3 separate regions of the Sus scrofa genome follow, and regions 2 and 3 are each linked to region 1. A link is a contact called in public Hi-C and HiChIP or PLAC-seq data. All regions are on one chromosome and are shown on one strand. The core of a region is the stretch at or near the end of the contact, and the rest is flanking DNA. Distances in the headings are between cores, read along the strand shown.

Region 1 (4,895 bases), core at 920-3,419:
AGAAAAAAGATCAACCAACTTGTAGGCAGAGCAGTAGAATTCATCCAATCAGAGGAACAAAAAGAAGATTGAGAAAGAGTAAAGATAGCTTAAGGGACTAATGGGATACAATCAAAGAGAGAATATACATACTATAGGAGTCCTAGAAAGAGAGGAGAGAGAGTAGCAGAAAACTTATTCAAAGAAATTGGCTGAAAACTTCCCTAAACTGGAGAAAGAAACAGATATCCAGACAGAAGGCCCCCAAAGTACCAAATAAGATGGATCTAAAGAGACACACATCAAGACACTTTTATAATTAAATTTTCAAAAATTTAAGACAAAGAGAGAACCACTTATTCCTGAATACAGAGAACCAATTTGTCATGGGTTTATCCCTGAGGAATTATTCCAATTCTGCATCCTGAACTGGTGTCACAGGATTTATCTTATGTTTTATATCCAAAGATATAACTGATTTCCCTAGTGACCTTCTCTGCTATACCAACAGTAGGGTTGGTCATCTATACAATTAGAAAGTACGGTACCTCTGTTAGACAATTTGCTGGTAAACTTAATGAGCAAAAACTGTCCAACTAGAAGATATGAAGTAAGCTTCCATCAAACACATCCAGGATCCAACGGATTTGGACAAGTCCTAGCAGGCACTTATTCAGAAGTGTCATTATTATTATTTTTTCCTTTTTACAACCACACCTGTATGTGGGAGTTCCCGGGCTAGGGTTTGAATTGGAGCTGTGGCTGCCAGCCTCTGCCACAACTTGCAGCAACACCAGGTCCTTCACCCACTAAGTGACTCCAGGAATTGAATCTTCATGCTCATGGAGACAACGTCAGGTCCTTAATCTGCTAAGCCACAACAAGAACTGCAGTGTCATTCTTTTTTTTTTTTTTTTTTTTTTTTTGATGTTCAGAGGAATAACACTGCTATGGCCTTGGAGGTTGCTTGCTGGTAATGGCTATATAAAGTGTACAGGGAGGTAAAGAATCACTTGTGCAGAAAACAATGTATCAAAAGGAATATGACCACATGGTATACTGGATAGAGAAACATACTGTGCAGAGCATTTTTGCCCAGAAGCAAAAGGAGACAACTGCCAAGTGCAGTAATCTTCTCCCAAAGAAAGTTCAAACACAGCCAGTCTATAAATGCATTCAGCTCAACTGAGACAGCTATAAAGAGTTGATTTACTAAATGGAAACTAGCTTATGTGACAAAATCCTTTTGTCTATTATTGTAGACTGAAGTTACATTTTACTTTTCCTAAAAAAGAAAAGATTTGGGCTTGGTATAGTGAGAGAAACAGAACAACCTATTGGCCAGTAATGTATTTCTCAACTTTCTTGGTCAGTATAAGCAGTTTGTTTCCAGCAAGAAAAATGCTAGTCAGATAGCAAAGTAATGACTTTTTATGAACCAGAAAACTGAAGCCATCCTTAAATCTGGAGACAGGCACCTGTAGAAAGACACAACACCCAAGTATTTGTTTACCTAAGGCAGAAGCCCCCCTATACCATGAGCCAATAAGATGTTTAAGCTAGAAATGTTGGTGAATTGCTAGAGGCCAAGGGTAAGCCAGCATGAGAAGGGTAAAGCTCCTGGGGCAGGGTGGAGTGGGGTGTCAGAGTCATAGGGAGGTTCCTATCTTTTTGCTTTAGGAACTCCACCAGACTTTCGCAGAGAGGATCAGGGAGAATCCAGATAAAGTTCCCACCATAGTTCTGGCTGGAGGAGAGAAATAGCAACCACTGCAAAATCTGCCCAGCTCTTCTCCCTGGCTTCATCTGCAAGCAGCACCACTTCAAGGCACTAGTGTAATGCCACTGCACCTGGGAAGGGGAACCATCCAAACTAGCCTCCCTATCTCACCTAAGTAAAGGAGGAACCTCATAGAGTACAGTCTGAGACAGTGGATACAGAAAGAGGGGAACAGAGGGCCAGGAAGAAGCTCTATCCCTAGAGTTGAATTCTGAAATTCTTCTGAATGCAAATACTGTGTACTCCAAAGAGTGAGGCTTGATCAGAATGTTAGAGAATGTGCCCCTCATTCACACCACTCCACTACACTAACAAACCTCTAGTAATAACAGTGGAGTACAGCTAGGAGAACTGCAAGAGACATTCTCTCTCTGGGGAATAGCACAAAGGGAAGACCTAAAGCCAAAAGAGGAAACAAAAAGAGTCACTAGTGAAAACTGAAGTCTATACTTTCCCATAGCAACAACAAAGCTTAACAGTGGTAACCACAGCAACAACAAACTTCAAACATAGCCCAGCTACTGGCTAGATTAACACAAATCTCCATACCAAAGGCCCATTTATCTCAGTTTCTATTGCCCTGTACAATATGTCTGACTTTCAATAACAAAAAAAAATCAGACATATCAAAAGATAAGAAATCTAGTCTGAGAAGATAAAGCAATCATTAGAACAAGACTCAAACATGACAGAGATGTTGGAAACATCAGAAATTTTAAATAACTTGTAATATTAAAGGTTCTAATGGCAAAGGTAGGCATCATTCATGATCAGAAGGTAATTTTAGCAGAAATATGGAAACTATAATTAACATTCAAATGAAGATGCTAGAAATCAAAAACACATGGTAACAGAAATGAAGAGGGCCCTCAATGAGCTTATCACCAGACATGACAAAGCTAAGCAAAGAATCAGGTAACGTGAAGTTAGGGCAACAGAAATTAAAGTGACAAGAAAAAAGAAAGAGTGAAAAACAAACAAAACACAAAACATCCAGGAGCTGTGGAACAACATCACACAATATAATATATAAGCATAACTGGAATCCCAGAGGGAGAAGAAAAAAATAGAGCAGGTAAAATATCTGAGTAATGGGTAAACAAGTCCTAAAATTACAGATAGCCACAAAGCCACATACATAAGAAACAGAATCCACCAAGCAGGTAAACAAAGCAAACCAAGACATACCATATTCAAATTGCTAAAAACCAAAGACAGAAAAAACCTGAAGGCATCTGGGGGGAAACCGATCTTAGCTACTATTATGGACTTAATGTTTGTGTTCCTCTCCAGATTCATATGTTGAAGTCCTAACCACCATCACCCCTTGCCCCACTGTGGCTGTATTTGGATATGGGGACCTCTAAAGAAGTAATTAAGGTAAAATGAGGTCCTAAGGGTGGGATTCATGTTCTTCAAAGAAGAGACACCAGAGAGCTCACATACTGTCTCTCTCCCCCTCTGTGTACATGCACTGAGGAAAGGATATGGGACAATAAAGTGAGAAGGTGGCCTTCTACACACCAGGAAGAGAGCTCTCACCAGAAACCAATCATGCTGGCACCTTGATCTTGGACATACAGCTTCTTGGACTGTCAGAAAACTAATTTCTGTTGTTAAAGCCACCTGCTTTGTGGCATTTTGTAATGGCAACCCAAGCAGACTACAACACCTACAAAGAGAAAAAAGAAGAATTAAAGCAAACTCCTTCCCAGAAACTAGACAGGCAAGAACAAAAAAGTGACATTTTTAAAGTACTGGGGAAAAAAAAAAACAAAAAAACCTTGTAAACCCAGTATTCTATGTCTTGCGATAATATCCTTCAAAAGTGAAGGAGAAATAAAGAATTCTCAAACAAACAAACAAAAAAAAGCAAGGGAATTCACTATCAGTAGACCAACCCTATAAGAAATGTTAAAGGACATTCTTTGGGCAGAAGGAATATGACATAGGTTAAAAACTTAGACCTACACAAAGAAAGAACATCAGAGATGGAAGAAATAAAGGCAAAATATAATTTTCAGCTCTTCTTTTTTTTTTTTTTTTTTTGTCTTTTTTTGCTATTTCTTTGGGCCGCTCTCGCGGCATATGGAAGTTCCCAGGCTAGGGGTTGAATTGGAGCTGTAGCCACTGGCCTACGCCAGAGCCACAGCAACGCAGGATCCGAGCTGTGTCTGCAATCTACACCACAGCTCATGGCAACGCTGGATCGTTAACCCACTGAGCAAGGGCAGGGACCGAACCTGCAACCTCATGGTTCCTAGTCGGATTTGTTAACCACTGCGCCACGACGGGAACTCCTTTCAGCTCATTTTTAACTACACTAAAATATAACTGTAAGCAATAAGAGGTGATAGGTGGTTTATAGTGTATATAAAAGTAAAATATATGACAAATATGACAATAATGGCTAGACACTCAATCTTCCTCCTGAGATCTGGACTAAGGCAAGGAAGTATTTTTTCACTACTATTCAACTTTGCACTGCAAGTCCTAGGTAGTGCAATAAGGCAAAAAAAAAAAAAAAAAAAAAAAAAAGGAAAGAAAACGCATGCAGATTGGAAAGGAAGAAATAAGACTGCCTTTATTTGAGACAATATGATGCTCTCTGTAGAAAATCCCCCAAAATCTATCAAAAAAACCCTCTGAGAACTAATAAGTGAGTTTAGGAAGGTTGCAGGATACAAGTTTAACATACAAAGATGAACTGTGTTCCTACCTACTAGCAATGAATAAATTGACTCTGAAATTTTAAAAAGATGTTATTTAGGAGTTCCATGGTGGCCTAGTAGGCTAAGGATATGGTGTTGTCAATGCTGTGGCTCAGTTTACTGCTGTGGTGTGGGTCTGTGGTCCTGGTTCCATATGCCATAGGGGTGGCCAAAAAATAAAAATAAAAGATGTCACTTGCAAATAGCACCACAATAAGAAGTACTTAGGGGAGTTCCCGTCATGGCGCAGTGGTTAACAAATCCGACTAGGAACCATTAGGTTGCAGGTTTGATCCCTGGCCTTGCTCAGTGGGTTAAAGATCCAGCATTGCCATGAGCTGTGGTGTAGGTCACAGATTCGGCTCGGATCCCGCCTTGCTGTGGCTCTGGCATAGGCCGGTGGCTACAGCTCCTATTGCACTCCT
Region 2 (4,895 bases), core at 1,705-4,204, 240 kb before region 1:
TTTCTGTGGGGACAGTTCTGCCTATTCAAGAATATCATATAAATGGAATTACACAATACACAGCCATTTGGTTTCTTTCGTTCAGCATAATGCCTTTGAGATTCATCACACTGTCATATCAAGAGTTCATTCCTTGTTAGTGTTAAGTAGTTTCTCTCTTGAATGGATGCACCATAGTTTGGGTTGTTTCCACTTTGGAAAGATTATGAATAAAGTTGCCATAAACAACTGTACAAGTCCTTGTGTGAACATAGGTTTTTCTTTCTCTTGAATAAACACCTAGGAGAGAGGGGATGCTGACTCATAAGTTAAGTGTATGAAAGTTTCACTTGTTCTGCCGCCAAACCAGCATTTGGCACAATCAACTTTTAAAATTTATTCCATTCTTATAGGTATGTAGTAACATTTCACTAAGGTTCTAGTTTACAAACCCTGAAATAATGGTGAACATCTTTTCATGCACTTCTTTGCTACACATCTCTTCATTGGTAAAGGAACTGCTGATATCTTTTGCTTATTTAAAAAAAATCCAAAACAACCTGGGTCCTCTTATGGAGATTAATTCACCTTTAGAGCACATTTGAGGTAAATCCCCTTTCCTACCCTAAGCCAGACATTAATTCTACCTTCTTTCTATAGACTTCCAATTTCTGAACATTTCATAAAATAAATGATTTTTTTTCCCTTTTTGGCCACCACATGGCATATGGAGTTTCTGGGCCAGGAATCAGGTCCAAGCAGCAGATCTGCTACATCACAGCTATGGCAAAGCTGGATCATTTAACCTACTGTGCCAGGACATGGACTGAACCTGTGGCCTGGCATTACAGAGACACTGCAGGTCCCATTGCCCCACAGTAGGAACTCCTAAATGTGATCTTTTTTTGAACCAGACTTCTTCCACATAGTATAATTTTTTTTATTTTTTGCTTTTTACAGCCACACCCAAGGCATATGGAAGTTCCCAAGCTAGGGGTTGAATTGGAGCTACAGCCACCAGCCTACACTACAGCCACAGCATCGTGGTATTCAAGATGCGTCTGTGATCTACACCACAGCTCACAGCAATGCTAGATCCTTAACCCACTAAGAGAGGACAGAGATTGAACCCACATCTTCATGGATACTAGTCAGATTTGTCTGCGCTGTGCCACAATGAGAACTCCCTAGTGTAATGTTTTTGAGGTTCATCCGTGTTGGCAATTTGTATCAAGTAGCTAAACTGTATTCCAGTGTATGAATATACCACATTTTGTTTATTCATTTACCAGTGGATGGGCATTTTAATTGTATTTACTTCCTGGCTATTATAAATAATGTAGCTGTGAATACTGAAGGTAAAAAGTTACTTTTTAAGTAGATAAAAGTAATTGTTAGAGAGAAGGCACCTGAAATTTTTACATTAATTTAACTCAAAAGGAAAGAATTTCTTTTTGTAACATCACTTTGAGAGTTGTTTCCTGGAATATATAAATAGCATATAATGTATATCTTCTGATTATGTGAACAGATCACACTACCAAGAATGTCTGTAGTGAGAACATTTAAAAACTACTAAAAGGAACACTTAAATTTTAGGGGAAAAAAGGAGCCCATAAAGAGACCTAAGAAACAATTTTCAAGAGTAGGGGAAAAAAAATCTAGAGAAGCAGTGTCACAAAATCCAAAAAAGGGTTTCAAATTTGGCTATACATCCAAATCACTTTGCCAGTTAAAAATTCAAACTCCTGGAGTCCCCTGATGGCCTAGTGGTTGATGACTCAGAGTTGTCACTGCTGTGGCTTGGCCTTGATATCTGGCATGGGAACTTCTGCAAGCCATGGGTGTGGACAAAAAAAAAATTTTTTTTTTTCAAATTCTCACATCCTACCTTGGAATCTTTACTTCTGTAATATAGCTTGTTATTAACCATACAAATTAAACACTAATTCTAATTAATAAACTTGCCACTGCGTGTGTATAAATTTCTAAATCCAAGGAGTCTAATGAGGGAAACAGAAGCTAAAGACAGGCACAGAGAAGTAAAATAGACCATTGGAAAAGCTGTATGATCAGAGTGGGTTTCATATAAAATGTTGCATTTGAGGAACTGTGACCCAAACTCAAATTGGCCTAACTCTGAAAGCTGGGTTTTTAAACCACTACACTAACTCACTAACCACTTACTTCAGATTAGGTTAAATATAATTTAACCATGTAGACTATTTTAATTTATCAGTTTAAGACCCCAAATTCCTGGCCTAAAAGTTAAATCAGCCATGTGGCCACTTCTATTTGACTCAGCAGTTTTTTGTTTTTCCAAATTAAGTTGAATACTAATATTTAAATCAGAAGTTTTTACATAAAGCCTACATTTCTTCTATCTTACTCATTTATCTAACATGCCTGGTTTCAGGTTCCTGCTGGCACTAGAGTTCACAGCCTTAATTAAAAAACTGAAGACAGCAGTTATTAAAGAAACTAAATTATTCTCTTAGCTTAAGTAAATTCATGTGACATATTATTTTTCTTGTTTATCAACTCCATAACAAACTAACACATCATCATACCAAAGTTTTTAAACTAAAGATCCAAGGAGGGGGCAGACTGATATCTAGGACAATCATCCATAGAAATGTGAACTAAGGCCTTAGATGTGGAAAACACAGCTACTTACCTCCTACTTTATAGAGCCCATTAGCCCATTAATTAGTGAATATGTGTCAGCACCACAAGATTAGTCTGTTAGTCAAATCTCATATAACCTTTGTGTTCAGAATAGTAGGAAACCTTCACCAGTGGCTTGTAAAACAAGTGGTGTGATAAAATGAGATAATGCATGTAAAGTATTTAGTATATCAAGATAAATGTTTCTAGCTTTTAAAGGTAATGTCAATTATGTCCATAATTGTAAAAACAAAACTTAGTGGCAATATTCTGAAAGGCCACAAGATGGAGATATGACTACACAAAAGTGGGTCTTTCCACACAAAGTCAGAGTGCAAAAGTTACATAGCAAAAAGAGAAAATTATGTATAGAGAAAGCTTAAAGCCTTTATACTTTAGATGGGTATTTAAGTGAACCTTAGCACAAAATTTTAACTGGTCATTTTTTTTTTGGGTCTTTTTTGGGCCGCTCCACGCCCATGACATATGGTGGTTCCCAGGCTAGGGGTCAAATAGGAGCTGTAGCTGCCAGCCCACGCCACAGCCATACCAACGCCAGATCTGAGCTGCATCTGTGACCTACCCCACAGTTCACAGCAACGCCAGATCCTTAACCCACTGAGCGATGCCAGGGATCAAGTCTGTGTCCTCATGGATAGTAGTCAGATTTGTTTCCGCTGAGCCAGGACAGGAACTCCTGTCTGGTCACTTCTTGTTAAGAGTGACTAATCTGGAAGGGACTTTAGAACCTTCCACTGGCTCTATTCCCTTTCATTTTATAGATGATGGAACTGAACCCCAGAGACAGATGTGCCTGTGAAAGCCAATTATCAATAAAGCCAGAACAGGACCTATGTCTAATTTCCATTATAGTGCAAGATTAGCCAGACCATATGACTTCCCTCAAAGGAGTCATCGTTACTGTTCAAGGATGAGAGAGAGAGAAAGAAATACCTAGCACAGAACACTTATTTAAGGTGGACGGATCAAGGACTTCTGCATAAAATTTATAGGTCTTTTAAGCAAGGATCAAAGTATGCCCTCTGTCCTTTGACTAAAAAAACTTTTTTCAAGAGGCTTAGAGAATAGATGCTTTTTTTTTTTTTTTCAGCTGACAGTATTCCGATTCTAAACTCTTGCTTTCAAGAAAATTCCAATGGAGTTCCTGTCCTGGCTCAGTGGAAACAAATCTACTATCCTTGAGGATACAGGTTCAACCCCTGGCATTGCTCAGTGGGTTAAGGATCCGGCGTTGCCGTGGGCTATAGAGTAGGTCGAAGATTTGGCTCAGATCCTGCATTGCTGTGGCTGTGGCGTAAGCCAGCAGCTACAATTCCGATTCGACCCCTCACCTGGGAACCTCCATGTGCTTCGGGTGCAGCCCTAAAAAGACAAAGAAAAGAAAAAAAGGAAAAAAAAGGAAATTACAGGAATGATTCCTCTAAAGCATAAGTTCCTTCAACCTCAAAGTAAGCCTACTCAGTACTTATCAAAGCACAGCGTAAAAACTGTGGCCTTAACCTGTCATCCTGCCGAGATTTCCACTTCATTTGAACTATATTAAGTTGTACTCTCCCAAGGCACAGAGCCTCTACACTGCTGTGTTTGTTTTTGAACCTTATCTTTTCTACTGAACTATGAGACATAGGGCAGAACCTCAAATATTTCAAGGAATTGCTAAATTAGTTTTAGTAAATCCAAGAATCTCTAGGCCCTTAATGTAACTGATGAACTCTTTTTCATCTCATCTAGAGTTTAGAGCAGAATTTTTCAGTCTTGGTACAACTGATAATTGTATTGGGCTGGATAATTTTGCTGTGAGGGGCTTTCTAGAGCACTATGGGATGTTTAGCAGCATTTCTAGCCTTACCCACTGGATGCCAGTAACCATCCAACCCCACCGTGACAACTAAAACTGCCTCTAGACACTATCAGATGTCTAGAGTGGGATGGGAGGTATGCTTTCGGTTAAGAGTAACTGTTCTAAAGGTTCAGCAGTTATCAAAAAAGCAGTGGTGGGGGAGCTCCATGGTGGCCTACTGGTTAAGGATCCAGCATTGCTACCAGGGAGCTATCAGGTCACTGCTGTGACATGGGTTCAATCTGTGGCTTGAGAACTTCTGCATGCTGTGGGTGTGAGTCAAAATAATTTAAATATTTTTAAAAAGCAGTGGTGTGTGAATCAGTTCTCCAAGCTGTGTGACTACAAGTATAAGGTGTGTAAAAAATCTAAGTAATTATTTGTTTGG
Region 3 (4,895 bases), core at 1,724-4,223, 150 kb before region 1:
AATATTTATATAGAATGTAAGGTATCCAGAAATGACTATATAACAAACAAATTTATATCCCTGTCCATTTTGAAGTTCCCTACATACCTCCCTGATTCTAACACTTTTCTTTCCCTCTCAAAGGGAAATTGTGCTTATCATGTTTTGCTTCTCTTCAGAGTTTTACTATATCTGTATCCTTTGTATTTGCAGTATACTATTTGGTTTTATATGTTTTGGAAAGTTATAAACTGACCTTACTGTATTTTTCTGTGACTCACTTGTTTTACTCAACATGTTCTCGAGATTCATCCTTTATTGTGTATCTTAATGTTTATAAATATGCATTTAAGGATATCAAGTCTGTTTTTTAAAACAATGTGCTTTTTTTCACCTTTGGAATTTTATATTTCAATGCACATTGATAGTTTTCCTCTTATGATATCTTCCATTGTTTACAACATAAATAATGTTAACCTTTGAAGAAATTTGATATTTACTTATTTTTGGCCATGCCGGAGGCATGCAGAAGTCCCTGGGTCAGGGGTCAAACCAATACAACAGAAGTACCAGAGCCGCAGCAATGGCTGTGCTGGATTCTTAACTCACTGAGCCACAAGGGAACTCCTTGATATCTACTTCTATTCACTTTTTCTTAAAAATTAGATTTTTCAAAACAAAGTCATTCCCTTTAAATTGGTTCTAAAACCTGAATAGTGATTGACTCAGCCCAACTTTAGGATCTTTGTTTATTAGATTATTTTCACATTTTCAGCCTTTATAAATAGGTTTTTTTAAAATTTATTTTTGCTTTTAGGGCTGCACCTGTGACATATGGATGTTTCCAGGCTAGGGGGTGGAATTAGAGCTACAGCTGTCAGCCTACACCCACAGCTCATGGCAACACCGGACCCTGACCCACTGAGCCAGGGATCAAACCCACATCCTCATGAATGCTGGTCAGATCCATTTTCACCGCACCACCACTGGAACCCCTATAAATAGTTTAAATTACTTAGTGGAGGCAGCACTGTGAGGGGTTTTAGAAGCAGAACAAGGTGAAGAGAGTGAAGGATGGAGCAACTGTGGTGGTTGGGCAAGGGGTGTTTAGGATGGGATGGATGAAGAGCGAGTCTGTGCAGGGGATGGGTTTCATGTTGCACAGGGAAGGAGATATGGCAACTCATTGTAACGCATTATTTGGGACTAGAATCTTTTGCTATAAAGGACATTATTGAAACAATTGCTATAACTTTAATGGAATGTGAGAATTAGAAGGCAGTAATATAATATTAATTCCTCAATTTTGTTGCTCATATTGTGATTGTTTAGGAGAATGTCCTTGAATGTAGGAAATATTCACAAAGTATTCTGAGTTGATAGCCAACTCTCAGAAGGTTCAGGGAAAAGGTTATTGTAACACATTTGCAAATTTTATGTGTTTGAAATAGTTCAAAATTTAAAAAAATTTTAATAGTTACAAACTACATACTGACTATATATTTTTTTACCATTAAAGAATGATTTAAAAAATACTGGCATTATTAAATTCTTTCAATCCAAAAAAGAATTCTTGGTGTGGATTCAGGTTCAAAGAATAGGAAGTCATTTTTTTCTTCAGCCTATTCTTGTACACAGCATTGAAGGAAAACATAGCTTATGCAAAGTTTTGCAGGACGGGACAGGAACCTATCCTTTCTTGATTATCTTATTAAGTAATTTTTCCTTTAGCATGTAATACATACTTTTATTTTCTTTTTATGGCTGCACCTGTGCCATGCGGAAGTTCCCAGGCTAGGGGTTGAATTGGAGCTGCAGATGCTGGCCTACGCCACAGCCACAACAACTCTAGATGGAGCAGCTCATGGCAACTTGGGGTCCTTAACCCACTTGGCGAGGCCAGGGATCAGACCTGCATCCTTATAGATACTATGTTGGGTTCTTAACCCACTGAACCACAACAGGGACTCCTATAATATAAACTTTTAAAGTACTCAATATCTGACTTTTTGTGGAACTGGATTTGATTCTTCCCCCTCTTCAACTTTACATTATGATTATTTTCAAACATACAGAAATAGAAAAAGAGTCACTGAACAGTGGTATACCCACTACACAGGTGCAATAATTATTACCATTTTGCTATTTTTCTTTCTATCTATTGTCTTAGTCTAATCAGCCTGCTACAGCAAAAATACAGAGTGTGTGGCTTAAACACAAACATTTTCTTTCTCATCATCCTGGAGTCTGGGAAGTCCAAGCTCAAGACACCAGCAGAGTCCCTGTCAGGTCTGAGAGCCCACATTCTGTTCAGAGCTGGTGGCCTTATCACTGTGGCCTCACAAAGCAGAAGTGGCCTCTGTCAATATATGAATTTGAGGGGAACACATTCATCTTCCGGTATTTATCTTTGTTGAAGCATTTGAAATCAAGTTGCAGACACCATGACACGTCATCCTAAATACCTGACCACGAATTTTCTAATAATAAAGACGTTCTCCATCACCATATAGTATTATCTGTAAATGAATACTAATAAATTGATCTATAAACCATTCATTATCCTGTAACATCAACTCTAATAAAGATTTCATATAAAATACTTCCTAATTGTTCTAGAATGTCTTTTACAGCTTTTTTTTTTTTTTTCTAACTAAGACCTACAACACTCAATAGCTTTTCATCACTAACTTCAATCTTATTTGAAGAAACAGGAGCTTGTCATGCAATTCATTTTTTCGCACATTGGAGCAGGGTACGTATAGTGGGAAGCAGAGTGGAGGCTTTGCAAGGAGTGCGAGGAGTGACTTGTGCCTAGAACCCATTTCACAGCCAGAACAGGAATTTGTGATTGGGAGATAGGTAAGGACAGCATGATTCCTAGCAAAGATAGGCCTTCAGGCAAACATCGGGAAGGGGGCGGGGGTGTCCTTAATGGCCGCTAGAGGGCGCAAGTCGCGCCGACAGGATCCAAGGCGTCCCTCGCAAAGCTGGCGGGCAGGAGCCCGGAGCCCACCCTCGGGGTGGGCGGGGGACGCGGGCCTAGACGCCCCCTCCCCGCAGCGGGACGCGCGTGCGCGGTACCTTGGCGGCGGAGGGATCCGCGATGGAAGGCGCTCTGACTGGCCGTCAGGTAAGTGGCTCTTGTGGTACGAGTTCCCCAGCGGTGGCTTTACTGCGCACTTTTCTCCACGAAGATTGTCTGAGTCCTCTTAGACTGTGGTTATTATTTCCTCTCTTCCCTTCTCATGGTGCTCTTTAGAGTAATTTGGAAAGTTGTTACCGACGAGGGGGTTTTCTGACCTTACTGCGAGCCTTTCCCTCTGGACGATGGTGGGTAGGTCTGCGCCGGTGGGCGTGGAGGGTTGGCGTTCGGAGCGAGATGTCCTTGTCCAGATCCCTCGGCTTCAGACCCCACTGCCATGATTGTGACCGGGATCATGTTGATCTGGTCTTATGCCATCCCCTTAACTATTAGCTCTTGATAAAAGGGCTCAGAACTCTAGATAGTTTAAATCACTGGGCTGTTAACCGCATTTTTGGTTTCAACTAGTTTTGTTACTTGTTTACTACCTTATTTGATTAACGAGAGAACTTGCTAATTAATCTTTAGGGTGAAAGCCCACTTTTGTTGCAGGAGTCACATGCCTTTCTGAACACTAACCTCATTGCTTTACTTTGGTTGTGTGTATCTGTTTTACTTTTTTTTTTTTTTTTTCTTTTTAGGGATGCACTTGCAGCATATGGATGATCCCAGGCTAGGGGTGGAATCAGAGCTGCAGTTGCAGCCTATGCCACAGCCACAGCGATGCCAGATTTGAGCCACATCTGTGACCTAGGTTGCAGCTTGTGGCCCCCACCCAGTGTTTGATTGGGAGATAAAATTGATGATGGCACGCACACACACACTATGAAGAGGTTTATTACTCGTATTTAAAGACGTATTACTTATAAACATACATAATGAAGAGAGAAGAACAGGGCAGTCTTCTCAAGCAGATCCAGACTGGTTTGAAAGGGCAGGGGAAGGAGGGCTCAGGGTTTCTTCTGTGGTTAGGGGGTGGAAGTCAGAGGTTCCTGGGTGTGGTCAGGATCTGTCTTGCTTGATTTGACTCTCCCATTCACACCAAAGGAAAGAGTATCCAGGCATTCTTACCACCTTGCCCATTTGAGGGACAGAGAGGAAGAAAGAGAGGTGAGGCTTAAAAGCTTTCAGCAGGCAAACATAAAAAAATTGAATGAGACTCTTTAGTACAATTCATCCTTGATGTCTAACTGATGACTAAAATGTACTGTTTTTCATTTAGTTGAATTCGAACTTGTTTAAGTAGCCATCATGGCTCTCATAGGAGGTCTGCAGCCTGAAGCCAGTAAGGAAAATGAAAGTTCCATTGAGTGCTTTGTTCAAGAGCCCAATGATGTGTATTTTGAGAGAAAAAATGAGTGCCTTGGTCACTGTCAATACTGTCTGGAACTCCTTTTTTTGTTTGTTTTTTGTTTTTTTTAGGGCCACACCTGAAGCATATGGAGGTTCTCATGCAAGGGGTTGAATCAGAGCTCTAGCTGCTGGCCTATACCACAGCCACAGAAACGGGGGATCGATTCGAGCTACGTCTGTGAACTATACCACAGCTCACGGCAACATGGGATCCTTAACCCACTGTGCAAGGGCAAGGATCAAACCTGTGTCCTCATGAATGCTAGTCAGATTTGTTAACTACTGAGCCATGATGGGAACTCCAGTAATCTGTGGAACTCTTGATGGGGATAAGGGATAAGGAGTGTCTTGGTGAGGTCTTTTTTATTTTGGCTAGAGTATATATAGAGACACATGTGACCTTAATTTATATTTTGAGTATCTGAAAGCAAGGGTGTTCCAGAGTTCTTTACTTCAAAGGGTGCAACTCTTAGGCAAT

The links. A called contact is a pair of places that touch in the nucleus more often than the background predicts. HiChIP or PLAC-seq counts read pairs in DNA pulled down with a chosen protein or histone mark.
Region 2: a Hi-C map of alveolar macrophages shows a contact between it and region 1, with 2.4 times the contacts expected there. The contact joins two enhancer-like sites. A contact is called at or near these places in 8 of 47 Hi-C or Micro-C datasets (alveolar macrophages, embryonic fibroblasts, heart right ventricle and 5 more) and 1 of 2 datasets of contacts at active chromatin or transcription factors (alveolar macrophages).
Region 3: a contact with region 1 is called in an H3K27ac HiChIP or PLAC-seq map of alveolar macrophages. The contact joins the promoter of GRAMD1C here to the enhancer-like site in region 1. A contact is called at or near these places in 3 of 5 promoter capture datasets (fetal liver and liver), 14 of 47 Hi-C or Micro-C datasets (alveolar macrophages, embryonic fibroblasts, fetal heart ventricle and 7 more) and 2 of 2 datasets of contacts at active chromatin or transcription factors (alveolar macrophages and skeletal muscle).

Annotation. Positions count from the first base shown.
Region 1 is chr13:145,956,230-145,961,124 of Sscrofa11.1, reverse strand. All of the region lies in intron 12 of CCDC191 (coiled-coil domain-containing protein 191), which reads right to left. Among named protein-coding and RNA genes, the nearest start is that of ZDHHC23, 39 kb to the left of the region's middle. Within about 2 kb of position 2,169, at least 5 of the 83 cell types and tissues checked have an H3K27ac peak or open chromatin away from gene starts, as enhancers often do. A contact at or near this core is called in alveolar macrophages and retroperitoneal adipose tissue, where this site is marked.
Region 2 is chr13:146,200,635-146,205,529 of Sscrofa11.1, reverse strand. The region is part of intron 1 of NAA50 (N(alpha)-acetyltransferase 50, NatE catalytic subunit); the gene reads right to left. Among named protein-coding and RNA genes, the nearest start is that of NAA50, 9.9 kb to the right of the region's middle. Within about 2 kb of position 2,954, at least 5 of the 83 cell types and tissues checked have an H3K27ac peak or open chromatin away from gene starts, as enhancers often do. A contact at or near this core is called in alveolar macrophages, where this site is marked.
Region 3 is chr13:146,103,863-146,108,757 of Sscrofa11.1, reverse strand. It overlaps GRAMD1C (GRAM domain-containing protein 1C), which reads left to right and starts at 2,973. Exons shown (of 18, transcript XM_003132665.6): 1 at 2,973-3,112. The coding sequence starts at 3,086.